4 separate regions of the Sus scrofa genome follow, and all the other regions are linked to region 4. Evidence: chromatin contacts called from public targeted proximity ligation data. All regions are on one chromosome and are shown on one strand. The core of a region is the stretch at or near the end of the contact, and the rest is flanking DNA. Distances in the headings are between cores, read along the strand shown.

The links.
Region 1: a contact with region 4 is called in a targeted proximity ligation map of alveolar macrophages. A contact is called at or near these places in 1 of 47 Hi-C or Micro-C datasets (liver) and 1 of 2 datasets of targeted methods (alveolar macrophages).
Region 2: a targeted proximity ligation map of skeletal muscle shows a contact between it and region 4. A contact is called at or near these places in 2 of 2 datasets of targeted methods (alveolar macrophages and skeletal muscle).
Region 3: a targeted proximity ligation map of skeletal muscle shows a contact between it and region 4, with 7 times the contacts expected there. A contact is called at or near these places in 3 of 5 promoter capture datasets (fetal skeletal muscle and liver), 8 of 47 Hi-C or Micro-C datasets (embryonic fibroblasts, fibroblasts, heart right ventricle and 2 more) and 2 of 2 datasets of targeted methods (alveolar macrophages and skeletal muscle).

Annotation. Positions count from the first base shown.
Region 1 is chr5:56,893,107-56,897,322 of Sscrofa11.1, forward strand. All of the region lies in intron 1 of EPS8 (epidermal growth factor receptor kinase substrate 8), which reads left to right. Among named protein-coding and RNA genes, the nearest start is that of EPS8, 78 kb to the left of the region's middle.
Region 2 is chr5:56,797,102-56,801,735 of Sscrofa11.1, forward strand. No RefSeq gene overlaps it. Among named protein-coding and RNA genes, the nearest start is that of EPS8, 18 kb to the right of the region's middle.
Region 3 is chr5:56,814,441-56,819,015 of Sscrofa11.1, forward strand. It overlaps EPS8 (epidermal growth factor receptor kinase substrate 8), which reads left to right and starts at 3,005. Exons shown (of 21, transcript XM_021092301.1): 1 at 3,005-3,383.
Region 4 is chr5:57,026,112-57,030,397 of Sscrofa11.1, forward strand. PTPRO (receptor-type tyrosine-protein phosphatase O) reads right to left here. Exons shown (of 28, transcript XM_003126453.4): 26 at 3,019-3,154. Among named protein-coding and RNA genes, the nearest start is that of EPS8, 210 kb to the left of the region's middle.

The sequences.
Region 1 (4,216 bases), core at 190-2,689, 130 kb before region 4:
TCTTGAAGCATCCATGATTTGGATAGGCTAAAGTAGTTTTATCATTTTTATAGAGGGTTTTTTTTGTTTTGTTTTGTTTTTGTTTTTGTGGAAAGCACAGGTTTGGGGGGGAGTCACGTTATGTGTAAAAATGCTGTTTCACAAGGAACATCCTGTCCATTCTTTTGATATGCGTGCGCCAAGGCAGTTGTGTAGAATGCCAGTGCCATCTGAGTCAGGTGAAATGAGGAAGCTACAAGTGAGATCTTAATGATGGGAAATATTGGTACTGCATGCCCAAAGCTTCCATTTTCCCTGCCTCTCAGAAATTCTTTGTCCCTACTGTGTTTCAGTGGCGTCTGCATTTAAATGGGAATTTTCCAGCAGAAATTGGAGTTTCTATGACAAGTGTTTCTTCATAATTTCTGAGGTGAATTTACGGATGTCCTCATGGCAACTAATAATTTTTCCTCATTTATCATTAGGATTTCTGACCATTTAATAATTTCAATTTTTTCCTAAAAATGAATTAATTTAATGTTGAGTAGACTAAAACTGCCAATTGCTATGTTTTAGCCCACATCTAATTAAGTTGAATTTTGTCTTAAAATTCGAATTGGGTAAATGTTCTAGAATAGATCTGAATGAGAGTTTACAGATTGGCCTTAATGATCTCCTTTCACAGGTGAGGAAATGGAGACTGAGGGAGGTTAAGTTACTTGCCCAGGTACAGAGTTATTCAGCCGCAGACTTGGGGCACAAACACAAGTATTCAGTTTCCCAGTGCTGAGGTCTTTACATTTTCCAACTTCTCTTTGGTTATAGGACATGAATAGAAATAAGAAATCACTTTTTTGTTTTCACCTTTCTTTTTTTCTCCAAAATTTTGTTGGCTTTTGATTGAAATTGCCAGATAAGGGGATGACTTATTGGAACTCTATAGTGATTCCTAGGTTGAAAACATTTAAAATCCATAATTTAATAAGTTTGTGTGATGGTCCCCTAGTATATACCTAAACTTTGCCAATTTAAAGGCTAAACTACCATTTTGTTCACTTATATGTCATGACATTCTTTTACAGTAATAACGAGTTCATTTTTCTCAAATCAATATTTTCCTAACGTTTGTTTGTTTAGGGCCACACCCTCAGCAAATGGAAGTTCTCAGGCTAGGGGTCTAATTGGAGCTACAGCTGCTGGGCTATGCCAGAGCCATCTGAGCCACGTCTGCGACCTACACCACAGCTCACAGCAATTCCGGATCCTTAACGCACTGAGCGAGGCCAGGGATCGAACCTGCAACCTCCTGGTTCCTAGTCAGATTCGTTTCTGTTGCACCACAACGGGATCTCCTGTTTTTATTATTATTTTTTTTAATCTTTAATCTAGATTCTGTGTTGAAACAATAACTCCAAACCCACAGTGACTCATTTAATCTTTTTTTTTTTATATGAGTAGATTGGTTCCTCCTCTCATTAACTTGCCCTTTTCTATGCCTATAAAATGTTAACAGTTTGACAGGATTCTCCCCAAGTATGAATTATATTGCACTCTCATTCCTTTCCCGGATTAGTTATTAAAACATTTGGTTGGTGATTCTTCCAGTTTGAATTCAGCCCACTTAACTTGCATGTATGTAATTGAGATTTGACCACATGCACTTTCGAATTTAGAAACCTCTTTAGGATTCTCTCATATTTGTAGCACCTTAGTTCCTTGCTCCCATTAAAAAAAGGTTTTAAAGTTAGAAGGAGAAGAAGAGTTGGCTTAGAGAAGACCCAGCAGACTGTGATTCTTAGGAGAGGAAGGAATGAAAGACAGATTGAGGAACTGAGGTTGACATGTACAGGAACTGAGGGCGAAGTTCTGCTTAGATTTCCCGGATGAATGGATTGTGACAGTGCCGCTCCATTCTGCTTGGCTGTCCTAACAATTTCTGTAAATGACTTCTTGTCTTTTTAGATCCAGTGGACTTAATTTGATAGGTTTTGCTACAGATTATCTTGTCTGCCTCTATATTTGTGGTTACAAAGTGTGGAATGTAGGACAAGGTTACCAGTAGAAGGTGTGTGTGTGTGTCTGTGTGTGTGTGTGTGTGTGTGTGTGTGCACGCGTGTGAGCAATTTCCAGGTTCCTTTAGTAGTCATGGAAAAATGCACAGCAATCAAGTCTGTCACATTCCAAATACGTAATATTTCTTATATGAGTTCTTCCCTATATTAGAAGGGTAAGGGAATCAACAAATACCCATGAGACTTGTTTAGATTTGTCCCATGTCACTGGCATTCTGAGGGTGCATGTGAATATTGTTTTAGGCCTTGCAGTTTTTTATTAGTATTCTGTGTAATGATTAGTTATATACCAGCCTGTACCAGATTAACCTTTTATAAAACTACCACTAGTTGTTCACACTGTGGCACAACGGGATTGGTGGTGTCTCTGGAGCACCAGAATGCAGATCCTTGGCCTGGCACAGTGAGTTAAGGGATCCCGTGTTACCACACCTGTGGCACAGGTCACAACTGCGGCTCAGATCTGGTCTCTGGCCCAGGGACTCCATATACCTCGGGGCGGCCAGAAAAAAAAAAAAAAAAAAACTCAGCTACCATTAGCATCTTTACCAATGATTCAGAACTAAAAGGTGTATCAGAATTCTATTACTGGGGACATGGGGCAAATCTAAGCAAGGCTCATAGGGATTTGTCTTTTCTCTCCCCTTGCTAAGATAGGGCAGCTCACCGGAAGTAGCCATGAGAAATGTCCTATATCTGGAACATGACAGATTTGGTTGCTGCACATTTTTCCAAGATTTAAAGGAAGGTAGAAATTGAGCACACACACACACCACTGCTGGTAACTTTGATGTAGCAGGATCTTAAATATATCTGTTAAGTTGTTGTGAGGGAAGTGACTGTCTTAAAAGAATAAATGGGGTTGTTTCTAAGCATCAACAGTTTTGGCATTTGGCAGACCTATGAGCCTAAGAGTTTTGTCTTCAAAATGACAGGGCCTAGAATTGGAGTACCCTGTAGAATCCCTTTCGACTCTCAAGTGTAGAGATACACTAAAATGTGGCGCTGGAATTTTTGTGATTATATTGTTAATTTTGAAAAAGTCTTTCTCTTCTCCTATCAAAGAAAGAGATTATATTAGTACTTTCTGCTGTTCTCCTCACTGGCTTCAAGCCTTTATTTTTCCTTTTGCTTCCTTGATAGTACTGTTCCATACCCTACCCACCTTTTTTTTTTTTTTTCCCCCTGATGTTCTCCAGGATGCCGACTCTGAGTTGGAAATGAGTGTCCTGGAAGTTTCTTAGATAATGTAAGGAAGAAACCAGCATCGGGCAGAGGGGAAGTTAGGCTGCCCTGTAGTCTCACTGATGATCTGACCTGGTAGAGGCTCTGAGGCTGGGATGGTGCTCTCGCCCTGGTCCCCAGTTGGAGAGAGGGGGACAAGCCCTCTATGCCCCATGTCATCCAGTCTTCAGATATGGGCTGCTGGGGAGGGGAGCAGGCACTTGCTTGAGAAGACTCTTTAGCCAAGGCCATTCTTTTTTTTTTTTTTTTTAGGGCCACATCCATGGCATATGGAGATTCCCAGGCTAGGGGTCGAATCTTCTGTGCTATGCCACAGCCACACCGGATCCAAGCCGTGTCTGTGAACTACACCATAGCTCATGGCAACACTGGATTCTTAACCTACTGAGGGAGGCCAGGGATTGAACCTGCATCCTCTTGGATGCTAGTCAGATTCATTTCCACTGAGCAACAATGGGAACTCCTGCCAAGGCCCTTCTTAAGAGAGCTGATAGCCGAGTCCTGTACTCTGGCAGCACTACAGCAACTGGGGAATATATCCTTCAGTGGTGAAAGGGGATCCAGGTGGCACATCACAGCTTCTATCCCATCTTGTTTGCAGGAGTGCCAGAAGTTTCAGAATGGCTTGGGGATTAGAGTTTCTAGGTACGAGGAATTGTAGGGCAGGGTGGTCAGAACTTCCGAAATGGTAGAGAAGGAAAGCTGGTGTGAAAAGGTGCTGCCAGATAATTGAGTTCTGGCATTGAGGAGTGCTTTTCTAGACAAGTTTTAAAAATTCTATTTATAGGGATGTTCTTTCCTTTCTAAGTTACAGAATTCTGACAAAATTGGGGAATTCTACGCAGAGAAATGTGCATATCTCTATGGATATAAATTCTGTTTGGTTGTTGTAAAACCTACCTGTTTTTTCAGTTCTCTAT
Region 2 (4,634 bases), core at 765-3,264, 230 kb before region 4:
TTTATCCAACAAATGCTAGTTGAGTGCCTACCAGCTATTCTGCTTTAGGCACTGGGTGGGCAAGAGGAAGCCGACATTCTCAGGGGTGAATGAGAAGTGAGGTTACTAGAAATGCCTGACCAACTTTAGCATCTAAAAGAATACTTGAAGTATAGATTCTTTCTGTTTAGAAACTTATGCATAATATGAAATAAAGAAAATTATATGGAGATCCCACTGTGGTTCAGCAGATTAAGAACCCAGCTAGTATCCATGAGGGTGTGTGTTTGATCCCTGGTCTCACTCAGTTGGTTAAGGATCCAGTATTGCCACAAGCCGTGGCATAGGTTGCAGATGCAGCTCGGATCCCGTGTTGCTGTGGCTGTGGCACAGGCCTGCGGCTGCAGCTCCCATTTGACCCCCAGCCTGGGAACTTCCATATGCTTCAAGCGTGGCCTTAAAAAAGAAAAGAGAAACATATAAATAGTTGACAGGAGTTCCCGTCGTGGCGCAGTGGTTAACGAATCCGACTAGGAACCATGAAGTTGCGGGTTCGGTCCCTGCCTTTGCTCAGTGGGTTAATGATCCGGCGTTGCTGTGAACTGTGGTGTAGGTTGCAGACGTGGCTTGAATCCTGCGTTGCTGTGGCTCTGGCGTAGGCCGGTGGCTACAGCTCCCAGTCAACCCCTAACCTGGGAACCTCCATATGCCGTGGGAGCGGCCCAAAGAAATAGCAAAAAGACAAAAAAAAAAAAAAAAAAAAAGTTGACAAATATTTATGAGAAAATACATACTAAATTTTAATACACAATAGATTTATTTAGAATTTCCATTTAAAGCATTTACATTTCTTGATTGTAGTGGTCATGAGAGCGTGGTCTCCTGGAGGATTTTGTAAAGAAGGAAGCGGAAAAGTTGATTAGAACACATCAGTGGAAGGAAGACATAGAGGATTTAGATCCAAACGGGGTTAGGAAAAACAACACAGAGGGAAGTCAATAGGTGTAATGAAAATAGGAAAAAAGAAATAACACAGTACTTTGGCAGTTGATCCTAAAATAAGAAAATAAAAGTAGTCTCTTTAAATTATGTAACTATTAAACAAACAATAACAAAGCAGCAGCTGGAGGCTAAGAAGAAATAGCCAAGAAAGAAACTGAAGAAGGCTAAACAATAGATAATATAAAATACTTTTTATGCTATTTAGAAGTTTTTTTTTAAAAAATCAGATCCAATAACATAAGATATAAGCTGGACATGCATATATCTCACTAGAATATAATTTACTGAAATCTGGGGAATTGACAAAGGAGCATTAATAGTCTAGTAGTAGCACTAGTTGCATTCAGAAAAGTGGACATAATTTTCTATTCACACTGCACTACTCCCTTCCAAGAGACTATGTATATACATGTCTGTATGCATATCTTAAAAAGGAAAAAAAAAGCTATAAAATACCATTAATCTGAGGCCGTATCTAAAATATTTTGGTATTACGGATTTGTTAAGAGAAATATTTTTATTTTCATTTATGTCACAAGTCTACATGTTTTCTTAGTAAATCAATTTTTGAGCCATTGCAGATCCTAAAGGTTTAGTTGTTTAGAGCTTTCAAAACATTAGGGAGGTTATTCTGGCGAGTAGAGTCAAATCCATTAGCAAAACAGATGTTTTCCACTGTGGCTGGAAAAGACAACTTTCTTATATGTGTTGCATATGGTCCAAAATCCATTTCAAAAATAAGTTCCACCTCTTAAAGGGTCTTGGGACTACAGTGCTCTCTTAAGACTCTGCCAATAAAAGCATGGCCAAGGCAGTTTAGGTGTTTGGAAGTCAGTATTTTAGATACCCTTTTAATCTCATGTTTTATAAAACAAGAGAAAAAAAGCTATATAAATCTAAGTTGCTTCTTCATGCCTTCAGTTTAAAAAGTTGGATTAAAACCAATGGGAAATCTTTGGCAGGACCCCTGGGAGCTAAAAGTCGGGAAGGATAGGAGGTCATGAGAGAGAATAGTGGCCTGAGAGTCCTTCTGGCCTTTCCTCCTGGAAAAAGTGAAAGGAAGCTTCTTCCCACTGACATTAGGAAAGAGTATCAGAAGCTCTAAGAGATGAGTCTTGTCAAAAAGCCAGAAACAATCATTGTGCCCCAGGAATATAGGAAATTCAAAAACTCACTTGGGGAAAAATTTTCCTTCTACAAATGAATCTTACATTCTCATATGCAGATGAATTCTCACTAGTAGATGCCATATATCATGTGTTCCAGGCATTTTTAGCCTTTGTAAAAATAGATATAAAAGTTTAGTAGACAAAAAGCCTTTGCATTGGCCATTTACCAATTAATTGTTTTGCGCTAAAAAGTTCCGTATTTTTAGCCAATGCAGCATGTTCCCAGTTTAACAGTTCAGTTTTGAAGTTCCCATGTGGTACAGCAGGTTAAGGATCCAGTATTATCTCTGAGGTGGCTTCCGTGGCTGCTGAAGCATGGGTTCCCATCCCCAGCCCAACACAGGGGGTTAAAAATCTAGCATCACCACAGCTGTGGCATAGGTCGAGTCTATGGCTGGAATTCATTCCCCGGCCTGAGAGCTTCTGCATGCTGTGGGTGCGGCCAACAAAATAAAATAAAACAAAAGAAAACAAAAACAACCAAAAAATTCAGTGTTAGCTTTATTTTAATCAAGAGAAAGTAGAAATAAGGAAAAATAAAATGAAAAAATTACTTATTTTGTATTGTATAAACTAATGTGAGAATAATTCTTACCATAAGTAAGGTGAAGGAACCCTTGCTTGATTAAGCTGAGTAAATTGGTTTGGAATCATCAGGGTTGTCAATATTTGAAAAATTTGCTTACGTATAAAGAGAGAAGTACAAGAGTTGCCCCAGATCACTGCTGAGTATTTTAAAAATATTTTATAGTTTCAAAGTACAGCCTGTAAAGATAAAGGGTGCACATCATTATTTGGCTTCAGAGATATGGAGATTTCTGCTGTTTCTAGAGAAAATTAGTCTTCTGTCACAAAATGTTTTGGGTCTCTTTATAATGAGGTGCTATCATGGGATGGGCTACAGTACTGACAAAGATTCTTTATTTGCACTCTGTTCATCTTTGCTTGATGCATAAGCCTGCCAAAACAGACTATTATGAAAGAAAGGATTTGGACTCACATGTGTCAGGGAAATGTGAATAAAGACAATTATTGATACGAGGCAGACACATCTTACTTTCAACATCTTATTAACATTGTAACCTGTTTAACCTATGATATCATCTCCATCTCTGTTTACTCTCCTTCCTGTCTGAAGCTAGCTCATCAGGAATTTTAGAGAGACCACCTTTGAACCTGAAGCACTTTAATTATCACCTTGCTTCAGGGGATGGAGAGCTAGAAGGATATCATGCTATAGAGAGGAAAATAAAGATCTTTCTGTGAAGATTATTTGCATTTGTCTAAACGATAAAGGCTATTCACCCATTGTCTGGAGGGGTGCCCAGAATAGAAATGAGCAAAGAGCAAAGATTAGCTAAGTGGATAGCTTTCTAATTCCTTTTGAGACAGTCATCCAAGTATAGCTTTACTTTGTTGGAAGGGCTGGGATTTTCCCAAACTGGGTATATACCAATTTTGGTAAGTGTGAAAACATATCCCAAAGGCAGAAAAGAAACGAGTTTTATATTTTCCATGGTCAATCTTTCCCCCATCTTATAACCCTACTAGTAGATAATTGAAAACTGACATTGTGTGGATGGGAAAAGGAACAGATGGAGATTAAAAAAAAAAAGTGCAAAGATATGAAAAAGAGAGGAATAGGTGTCATTGAAGGATGTGTGCTGAGAAAGGGTTCTGTGAGGTGAGAACAGAGGGAAAAGGAGTGTCTAGGTTCTGGGGTGTGTGTGTGTCCACTCCAATTGCTCAAAAGAGGAGGAGAGAAGGAGAAGTTCAGCCCAAGAGAAAGACAGAAAATTGGGAGAAAAGAAAAGTGTTTCAAGGGATATTTAGCAGAGAGAGAATTGCAGGAAACAACACTAATGATTACATGGTTTAGGACAAATGGTGAGAGAAACACTATGGCTTTTCTATAACTGCCTACACTTTAGTTAATTTTTCCTGTAGAAGGAGGAGTAGAGTACAAAAGGGAAAAGGCGATGGAGAAAAAGGATATGAGCCCAGATGACCTTGGCTCCTTCTTTCCTAACCTCAGAAAAAGCAAAAATATGTCATTAGGCCAAATCTAAAGACAGGAGAAACTTTAGGTTTATCAAAAGGATAAGAAGTGTCTCTGACCAGGATGGGAAAAGATGAAAAGCTCATGAATCACAAGGAAACTCAAATAAATAGGTCCCTAGGTTTTAATTTAAATACCTCTTTAAAAGTGTATTAAATGATTTTCCAACTGACATTATCGAGTGAAATCTTCCATCTGGCTGCACTGAGAAAGAATTTCAAAGCTGTGGAATAGCAGAATCAGAACTGGAAGTAACCTGCCTGTCTTTTCATCCAACCCCCTCATTTTTCTTTCAGCAATTCTGGGGTGTGATGTAAACACGATATATTGAGTCCACACACTCCAGACTTGCTCATTACAAACACAAAGCAACTTCTGCCCCTCTTGCATTCCTTTCTAGCTACTAGTCCGTCCCTTTTCTTCCC
Region 3 (4,575 bases), core at 1,755-4,254, 210 kb before region 4:
CGCATCCTTATGGATACTAGTTGGGTTTTTAACTAGTTTCCACTGAGCCACAGTGGAAACTCCATGGTTGTCTGTTTTTAGTTTTCTCCTTTTTCTTAGGTTTTCATTGACTTTTCTATGTATCTCATGTGGTTTTTTTTTCTCTTCTCAATTTTCCTTCTTTCACTGGTCTCCCTTAATTTATTCTCTTATCTCAGTTGTAATTTTGGATTCAACTGAATTATTATTTGACTCCAAAAGAATGAGTTGAGTGAATGATCACTCTTACGAAATTCTTTTAAAAACTCATTGCTTTTTTAAAAAAATGCTTTTTGCCCAAGCATGGAAGTTCCTTAAAAAAGTAAATATAGAACTACCATATGAGCCAGGAATCCCACTCCAGGCATCTATTAGGCAAAAACTGTAATTTGAAAAGGTAAGTGCACCCCAGTGTTCATTGCATACTATTTACAATAGCTAAGACATGGGAGCAACCTAAATGTTCATCAACAGAGAACTGGATGAATACATACACACAATGGGATATTACTCAGCCATAAAGAGCTTGGAGCAATACCATTTGTAACAACATTAACAGACTTAGAGATGATCATGCTAAGTGAAATAAGTCAGACAGAGAAAAACAAATATCATATATCACTAATTTGTGGAATCTAATAAAAATGATACACTAGAACTGAAAACAGAAACAGACTCAAAGCTATTGAAACCAAACCTATGTTTACCAAAGGGGAAACAAGAGGGGGAGGGATAAATTAGGGAGTTGGGCTTGATATATACACACTGCTATATCAAAATATGTGAGTAACAAGGATCTACTGTTTGGCATGGGGAAATTTACTCAGTACTGTGCAATAACTTATATGGTAAAAGAATCTGAAAAGAAGTGGATGTATGTATTCATATATAACTGATTTACTTTGCCGAAATTAATACAACTTTGTAAGTCAACTCTAGTTCAATAAAATTTTCAAAAAACATTAAAAATAATTTCATGTTTAAACCTAATTTTTTACCTTTAATCCTTAATAAATTTCATCTTTGAGCACATAATTTCAGATTTTAAGATGTTATTATTAGCGATCACTTTGGGAATGCCTATTGTGAGGTAAGCTTGGATCGAAGGGGCTGCTGATCACTGTGACTCAGATCTCAGCCCATTGCATTTGAATGTTGTGTTCTCTTTTGAGTACACAACTTGAGAAAAATGAAAAAAAAAATCAAAGCATATTCAAAGCAGGGTATGAAGTGTGGTTATGGAGGCTCACCATTCCTTTTTAAAGAAGTGAAAGGCACCATTCCATTTTAAGGGAAGTGAAAATATCTAGAGATTTTGAAGAAGAGGAAAATATGAGATGATCCACTAGTTACTTAATAGTTTGGTTCACATATTTCAAGACTTGCAGTATCTGTAAGAAATGAGACTAATTTTGTTTGGCTCTTAGAGGCAGAACCAGCTGGTAAGTTAAGGGAAGTTTGATTTGATGTTCACAAATCAAACAATGCAGACTTTAGATTTTAATTCTAGCAACAGCATTGGCTTTGGCAAAAGGAATGAAACTTCTGAGCTCCATTTTCCTGCTAAATTGATATAATAAAGCCTATTTCATTTTAAAGATTAGGAAAAAAATCTAAAAATTGCCTAGAAGTTCGGCATGGCTCGGCAGATTAAGAACACGGCTAGTATCACAAAGATGTGGGTTTGATCTCTGGCCTCAGTGGGTTAAGTTTCGGCATTGCTGCAAGCTGTACTATAGTTTGCAGATGTGGCTTGGATCCAGTGTTGCTGTGGCTGTGGTGTAGGCCAGCAGCTGCAGCTTGGATTCAGCCCCTGGCCTGGTACTTCTATATGCCGCAGGTGCAGCCCTAAAAAGAAGAAAAAGCAAAAAAGAAAACCAACTGCTTAGTTTCTGGCATAGCAAAATAATAAATAATCATAATTATACATAATGTTGATAAAAATAGAGATTCTCAACAATGCAAAAGTTTAAGTGGATGATAGTGTAGCGGAAATATTGGAAAGAGGATTTCTACCTAAGATAGCCGACTGGATTTAAGGTCTATTCCAACTTTTGGTGTAATGGTTTTATTTCCTGCTTTGGTCTGAAGTATCTTTTTCCCCTGACTGCGAGTCTCCCTTGCTTCACAAAACAACCTGGTCCAATCTATTTTAACCAAGTGTATTTTGTAGTCTTTTGTTGATTTCTGGGAGTCAAGTGACCTTTAAGAAGTTAGAAAGAAGGGGAACATAGCTATAACAAACGTGGTGTTTCAAGAGGCGAACACAATGTTCACAGACCCAAGGACTTCTCACTGGGCGCTACAGGCGGAGGAGAAGGTTTTGAGGGTTGGTTTAGGTCGGTCACAAGAGGCATTATGTGAAAGAAGCCTCCACTACTTCAAACCACATCGGGTTTCTGGCAAGAGCTACCAGAAAAATGGGATCCAAGGTAGGCGTGCGAAGCGGGTCTGGGCTTGCTGCTTCCAGGACTCGCGGTTTTGGAGACTCCCAGGGACCGAATGGAGGCCCTTGGGTGCCACCAGTTTACGGCATGAGTTGAAGAGATTAAAAAAAAAAAAAAAAAAAAAAAGAAAGAAAGAAAAGAAAGAAAAAGGAAACACAACGGGAAAAATAGGAGGAAGGGTCCCAGGAGAAAGCCGCAGGCTAGTGGGTCTTTGGCTGCAGCAGGTTTACTGCCGGTAGGTTAGTGGCCCCGTAATGTACACCAGAACCCTGGCCGCTGGGACTAGAGCGACCTCTCCGCCCAAGGCATCAACTCTTGCCCAGGGCAAAACTCTCCTAGCGCTTTCCCCTCCTGGCAATCTCCCAGCTGCTCGTCGGTCCTGCTAGGGCACTTCTGGAAACTCCTCGGCGGCTCAGTACGTCGGTCTGACTTTGATCGAGGCCTTGATAACTCGGCGCGCTGCCCTGCCTTCTCTCCTCCTGCTCCTCTCCCGCCCACCGGCCCCGCGGGCCAGTTCACCTCCTGCGCCGGGGTCGACCAGATACTCCGCGCTTCGGCTGCTGCCAAGACCCGGAGAGTGGAGCGGGCCCCCGGCCGCGCGGCGCGCGCTCGCTGGCTCGCTCCCTGAGGGGGTACTGGGCATGCGCGGCGCGCGGCCGGCTCGGGTGAGCGGGCTAGCGGGCAGACGGCTCCAGACTTCCCCAGCGGCGGCGGGCGAGGCGGTCTCGCCGAGCGCGAGGCCGGCGCTGAGCTCGCCCCAGAAATCGCTTCTCCTCGGCCGGCGCCGAGGGCGGCTGGGCGGCTCGCGGAGGATTGGGAGGGCGCGGTCCGGCTCGAGGGCTTTCTCCCGGCCGCCTCCCGCCGGGTGTGGGCTCGAAGCGCCTTCGGGGAAGCTGCGGCCCCGAGGGCGGATCCGAGGTAAGAGCCCCTCGGAGAAAGGCGCTCGCTGGGGTCCGTCGTCTCGGACTCTTCCTTCGATTTTCAAAATCCGCCTTTGTGTGCCGGGGTGGAGCGGTGCCAGGCACCTCGTCCGCCTTCATTCACTTTGACTGCTTTCAACTGGTGTCGGCAACCAGGTGTGCGAGGGCGCTGCTGCCGGAGCGTGTCCGCGCGCGGGTCCCGGAACGTCCGGAGCCCGTGCCGACCCTCGGCCGCTAGCTCTCCGTGCCCGGGGCTCCGGCAGGGGTGAGCAGAAGAGATGCACAGTGTCCTTGTCTTATTTCTCGGTAACCTGAGCTTCCGCAGATACACCTGCGCTTCTCTGTTCCGTGGAGCTACTCCAGAACGAGTATTCTTCTCCTGGTTTGTCTTAGACGTGGGGTTTAGAGGGCTACAGTCCCCCCCCCCCCCAAAGGGGAGCTCTTTTTCAATGGATACTTTTCAGCGAAGTCCCACTATCGCATACCCCCCTTAAATTCAAGAGACCTTGCTGTTTGTGCATAGTTGTCACTCCTAATTCCTGTTGATTGTCCTTTCTTAGATGGTTTCACTCCACTCCCCATTTTACTTTTGGGAAGACGGCCCTTCTGGAGTCTTTGTCAATGAATGCCTTTGCAGAGGATTTCCAAGACCCTGCTCGCTCTTGCTTTCTACTTTCCTTTCAAGGACTACTTGTATGCAGAATCTTTGCAGGGATTGTTCTCTCCCTTTGCATTTTTTCTCAGATCCTTTCCCCGTAGAACACATTCCACTGCTGGACTCTCTGAGGGTAGGATGCTGTATTAGGTATCAGGATTTGAAGTCCATAGATGTCAAGAATGGTAGAGCATTAGGAATTGGAATCCACCTTTACAAAACGTATTTCAATGAAATGTGTTATTGCTTTTCTTTTTAAGGTTTCAGTTCTCGCCTCAGATAAGAGGAACAGATATCTTCAGAGTTCAGATAAAACTTGGTTTCAGATGCATGTGAAAAGTTTGATCTTGGCTTTGGTATTTTGGGGGGGGGGAGATAGAAAAATTAGGGTTCCCAGAAGGCTTCTTTATGTACATATGACAAAGTAACTGTATGGTGTATTGCATCTAATTTATTTTCCTTGAAAGGATACCATTTTTCTCCAGCGACCTAGGTTTTGGAATGTGTACCTTGGATCATGTGGTCATTGAAAATG
Region 4 (4,286 bases), core at 545-3,044:
GAGAAAGGGGAAGAGGGCTTGTTAAAACACAGTCCATGTAGCGTGCTGCAGGGACCTGAAATGTGCATCTGAAGACAGGGTCAAATGAGTCAATGGCCTCTGTTGGTTGTAGAGTGGGGGGGTGGGGGTGGTAGAATCAAGGTGACAGGCAGTCAAGAGGACATAGGAAAATTAGAAACCAGCATGGGAGGTCACTCATACACCACACACTATGGTTCCTATATATATACACTGGCTCAGAAATCAGCTGGAGAATCATTCTGGCCTCTTGAAAATCATTAGTGTCAAAGGAGTGCTCTGGGGTCATGAAGCTGAAGAAAATAATTTTTTACTCTGCTTTTTACTCATTACCATCAGTAACCTAGGAGGCAGCAGGACTGGGGCATGAACTGGGCTCAAGGAAGATGTTAGGAACATCCTAACATTCAAAATCCAAGTTGAACCACGAAGAGCAGAGGAGTGAGGAAAAACAGAGGTAAGTCAATGGACAAGATGTTCTAGATAAAACTAATAAAACTGACATAAGTAAATAAACTGGAGAGGATCACTGCAAAAATCCCGAGGGAACTCTAGAGTGAAGCTGGAATGTTTGGGAAAAATCAGTAACCTGTGGTGACCTGTGCATCTTCTGCTGACTTTGAATTTTCCCACGAGAGTTCAGGGAAGGGATAGCATACTTAAAAAAGGCTATTTCCCTGGAGATGTCAACCTAAAATGCTGCCATAAACAAAGAGGTCATCAAAATTTCAGGAAAGAAAGTTAGAGGAGAAAACAACTTTTTCTCAGCTATGCAACAAGGTGCATGGTGGCTGCCCTAGTCTCGTATGATTGCCATACCTGCAGAAGGATCATGGTGCTGGAAATTGGTTGGAGGGTCTGCCATGTGAAGGTAGTTTTTAAAAAGGGATTAAGATTCTGTAGTTGGAAAGTTGAAAGCAAAAAAGGCTATAATCAAAGTCTATAAAGTTATAAAAGGTATAAATTAAGTCAATGGGGGCAGACATTTCATCAAATCCCAAATACTTAAAATAAGGAGTGGCTCTTTGAAGCTTGGGGATTAACATACATAATAAGGAGTGTCACTAGCATAGTAGGATATAGATTTACGGAAGTGAAAGCCAAAAATATGGATGGATTCATAAAGCACCATTTAATCACTAGGTAGTTGGGCTTCTCTGGGAAGCCCAGGACATTTTAAGCTTGTGACAACAAGGTAATGTTCACGTCCCCACAGCAGTAAATTAGAAGGCAGCAGGACTTGGATGCGAGTGGGCTCAAGACACTAATAGATGCCTTGCTTCCGAAACATCCGTGAGCCATCTGAATGTTAAATGAGCTAGTCTTTCCAAAGTGCCACAATCTTGCTGTAGTTCAGAAATAAACACATTGGAATGGCTGTGCCAAGCCTTGGTCATCAGATAGGATGGGGAAACAAGAGAGAAAAGAAAAAAGGGTGGGAAAGGGGAAACCAGAAACACTGAGACAGGAGCCTGGACCTGCAGGCTTTTGAGTTATACTGACATCTAGTGGTGATTTGTAGGAAAGGCGTGGGGAAGATTAAGGCAGTTTTCAATTCCTTGGGAATTTAGTCAAAGGTCAGGACAGGCTGTGTTCTATTCCACGAGTGTTCCTCCCACACACACTCCTTGAGAAAAAGGATTATTGTTCGCTTGAAGCTAAGAAGTTGTGAGTATACGGCTGGGTGACTAAGATTACGAAGAAACTACTGTGCTTATGTTTGCGGCCCACACTGGTACACACCCACTGCTGCTCTGGTGCTTGTGTAATACTGTCTGCAGGCACCGGCCTGGGGCTGCCGCTCCAGCCTGAGTGCATTTTAAGGCTTCAAAGGAAGAGAGCGCTTGGGAGAATAGGAGGAAGAGGAGCCTGTAACACTGATGGATATTTCTGGGAATGCCTCCATGTTGTTGCAATGATGAATCCATTCATTTAGATCAAGGGAACAGACTGTGCTGGTAGATTAGGGGCTGGAAATCCGTAAAATCATAAGGGGGGGGGGACAAATGAAACCATCCATAAACAGAAACAGACTCACGGAACGGACACAGAGAACAGACTTGTGGTTGCCAAGGGGAAGAGGGGAGGGAGTGGGATGATCTGGGAGTTTGGGTTAGTAGATGCAAACTACTCAATTTAGAATGTATAGTCAATGAGATCCTGCTCTACATCACAGAAACTATATTCAATCTCTTGCGATAGACCGTGATGGAAGAGAGTGTGAAAAAAAGAATATATATGAGTTCCCATTGTGACTTAGTGGTAGCGAGCCCGACTAGTATCCATGAGGAGGAGGGTTCAATCCCTGGCCTCGCTCAGTGGGTTAAGGATCCAGCATTGCTGTGAGCTGTGGTGTAGTTCACAGATGTGGGTCGGATCCCGAGTTGCTGTGGCTGTGGTGCAGCCCAGCAGCTGAAACTTCGATTCGACCCCTAGCCTGGGAACTTCATATGCTGCAGGTGTGGCCCTAAAAAGCAATACACACACACACACACACACACACACACACACACAACTGGGTCTGCTGTACAGCAGAAAAACAAAAAAAAATCACAAGGGGGACAGAAAGCATAAGTTCAATCCATATTATCATCAAAAGTGAACTTGGATAGAGCATCACATGAAGGACAAACTAATGACAAACTCATTGAATCAAATCTAGTACTTTAAAAAGAATTAAATCACATCAGTTCCAAAGTCTCCAGTTGGTGGCATTAGCTAGATTGGCTGCTACCTTTGCTGAACTCTCAGTCTGTTCAAAGGGCTTTTATTCCATTATAGATACAGCCATGTGCTCTGGACTACTGAAGGGTGCGTGAAGCCAGTAAAAGTGGCTGTTTCTTTTATACCTTGGAACAGTTTGAACATGCACAATAAGAAACCAGGAATGGCGGAAACAAACACAAAATTCAAGACAATAGTTTTGAAACACGAGATTGTATAACAGGAAAATTTTCAGTCAAGGGCAAATTTAAAAATATGCTATGATTGCATCCCTACCTCTGTCTGTACCATAGACATCCGGTATGACCGCATATCTGACACCAGCCCTAGGATGTCGACAAACTCATGGTCCCGGATGTGCTGCAGGAGCCTGTCCAGGGCGATGAAGGTTCCTGTCCTTCCAACTCCAGCACTGCAAAAGAGATCCCCACAGCACATCACTTAGTGCTCCTACACTGTTAGAAAGAAATGGATGATTTAAAAAAAAACAACTTACGGGTAGCATCCTTGAGAAAAAAGACTAAACTGGCAATATTTCCCACTGAACTGATTTTTAAGGATGCAGTTGTGGTTGGTATGTCTCCTAATGTCACAGTCCTATCACTGCTACCCCCTTAAAGAGGTATGGGTCTACACTGCCTTGGCCACATCTGCCCTTCCGGCCCCCAGGGTCTCTATTTCTTAATAAAGTAATGATTCCATATGGAGTCTGCTGGAGAGCTGGTTCCTGCCTTCTGGGAGCCAATACACATAAATAATCCCAGTCTTCTGAGTAGCCTCGGTGTTAAGCCCAGCTAGAAAGTCCAAGTGAGATGCCCAGGCCTCAGCTCTAGTGCTGGGGTGCTAGTGATTTGTGCCTTCAACCCTAGGTTGAGTTCCTCTTCCAGACCTTCCTTAGAGCATATCCGCCCTGCTAGTGGACGCTGGTCTGCCTCAGCCTCCCAGGAGATGTCTACATTTAGGTCTTTGACTCAAAATCAAGTTTAACGTTTGGACCCAGTCTCTTCCAATCCCCAGATCCCAGTGCTCAGAGTGCAAAGGGAAGTGGCAGGATATAGGTTGACCAGTTGTCCACCACAGTCCCCAATGTTACAGTAAAGTGAGTTCTTCTTTTCCTCCAATCACTCACAGGTTGAAGTGCCAACTGGGTCTAAACTCTGGATTATGAGGCAATATGAGAAAAGAGAAATCCAAACCAATATACATGTGGGATTTTTTGGGAGAGAACTCCAACATGAAAAATCATGAATTTAGTTGTCTGGTTTGCTTTTTCTACCAGACAACTCTTCCCTCTTAGGACTTAGCTTCTCAGATGAATTGCCCCGTGTCAGTGTAAACACTGGTAAAGTCACATCCGGAACTGTACCTGCTACTTGCATGAAAGGAATCCATGGGTTTGACCCCATGGTTGAGCAACTATATTTTTTGCACTTGGAAAGAAGCAATTTAAGACTAGATAATCTGGTGAAGTAAAGCTTTTACCTAGGAATGACTGACAGCAAGGATATTCTTCCTACCAACAGAAAGTTGGTAGCTTATGAAGC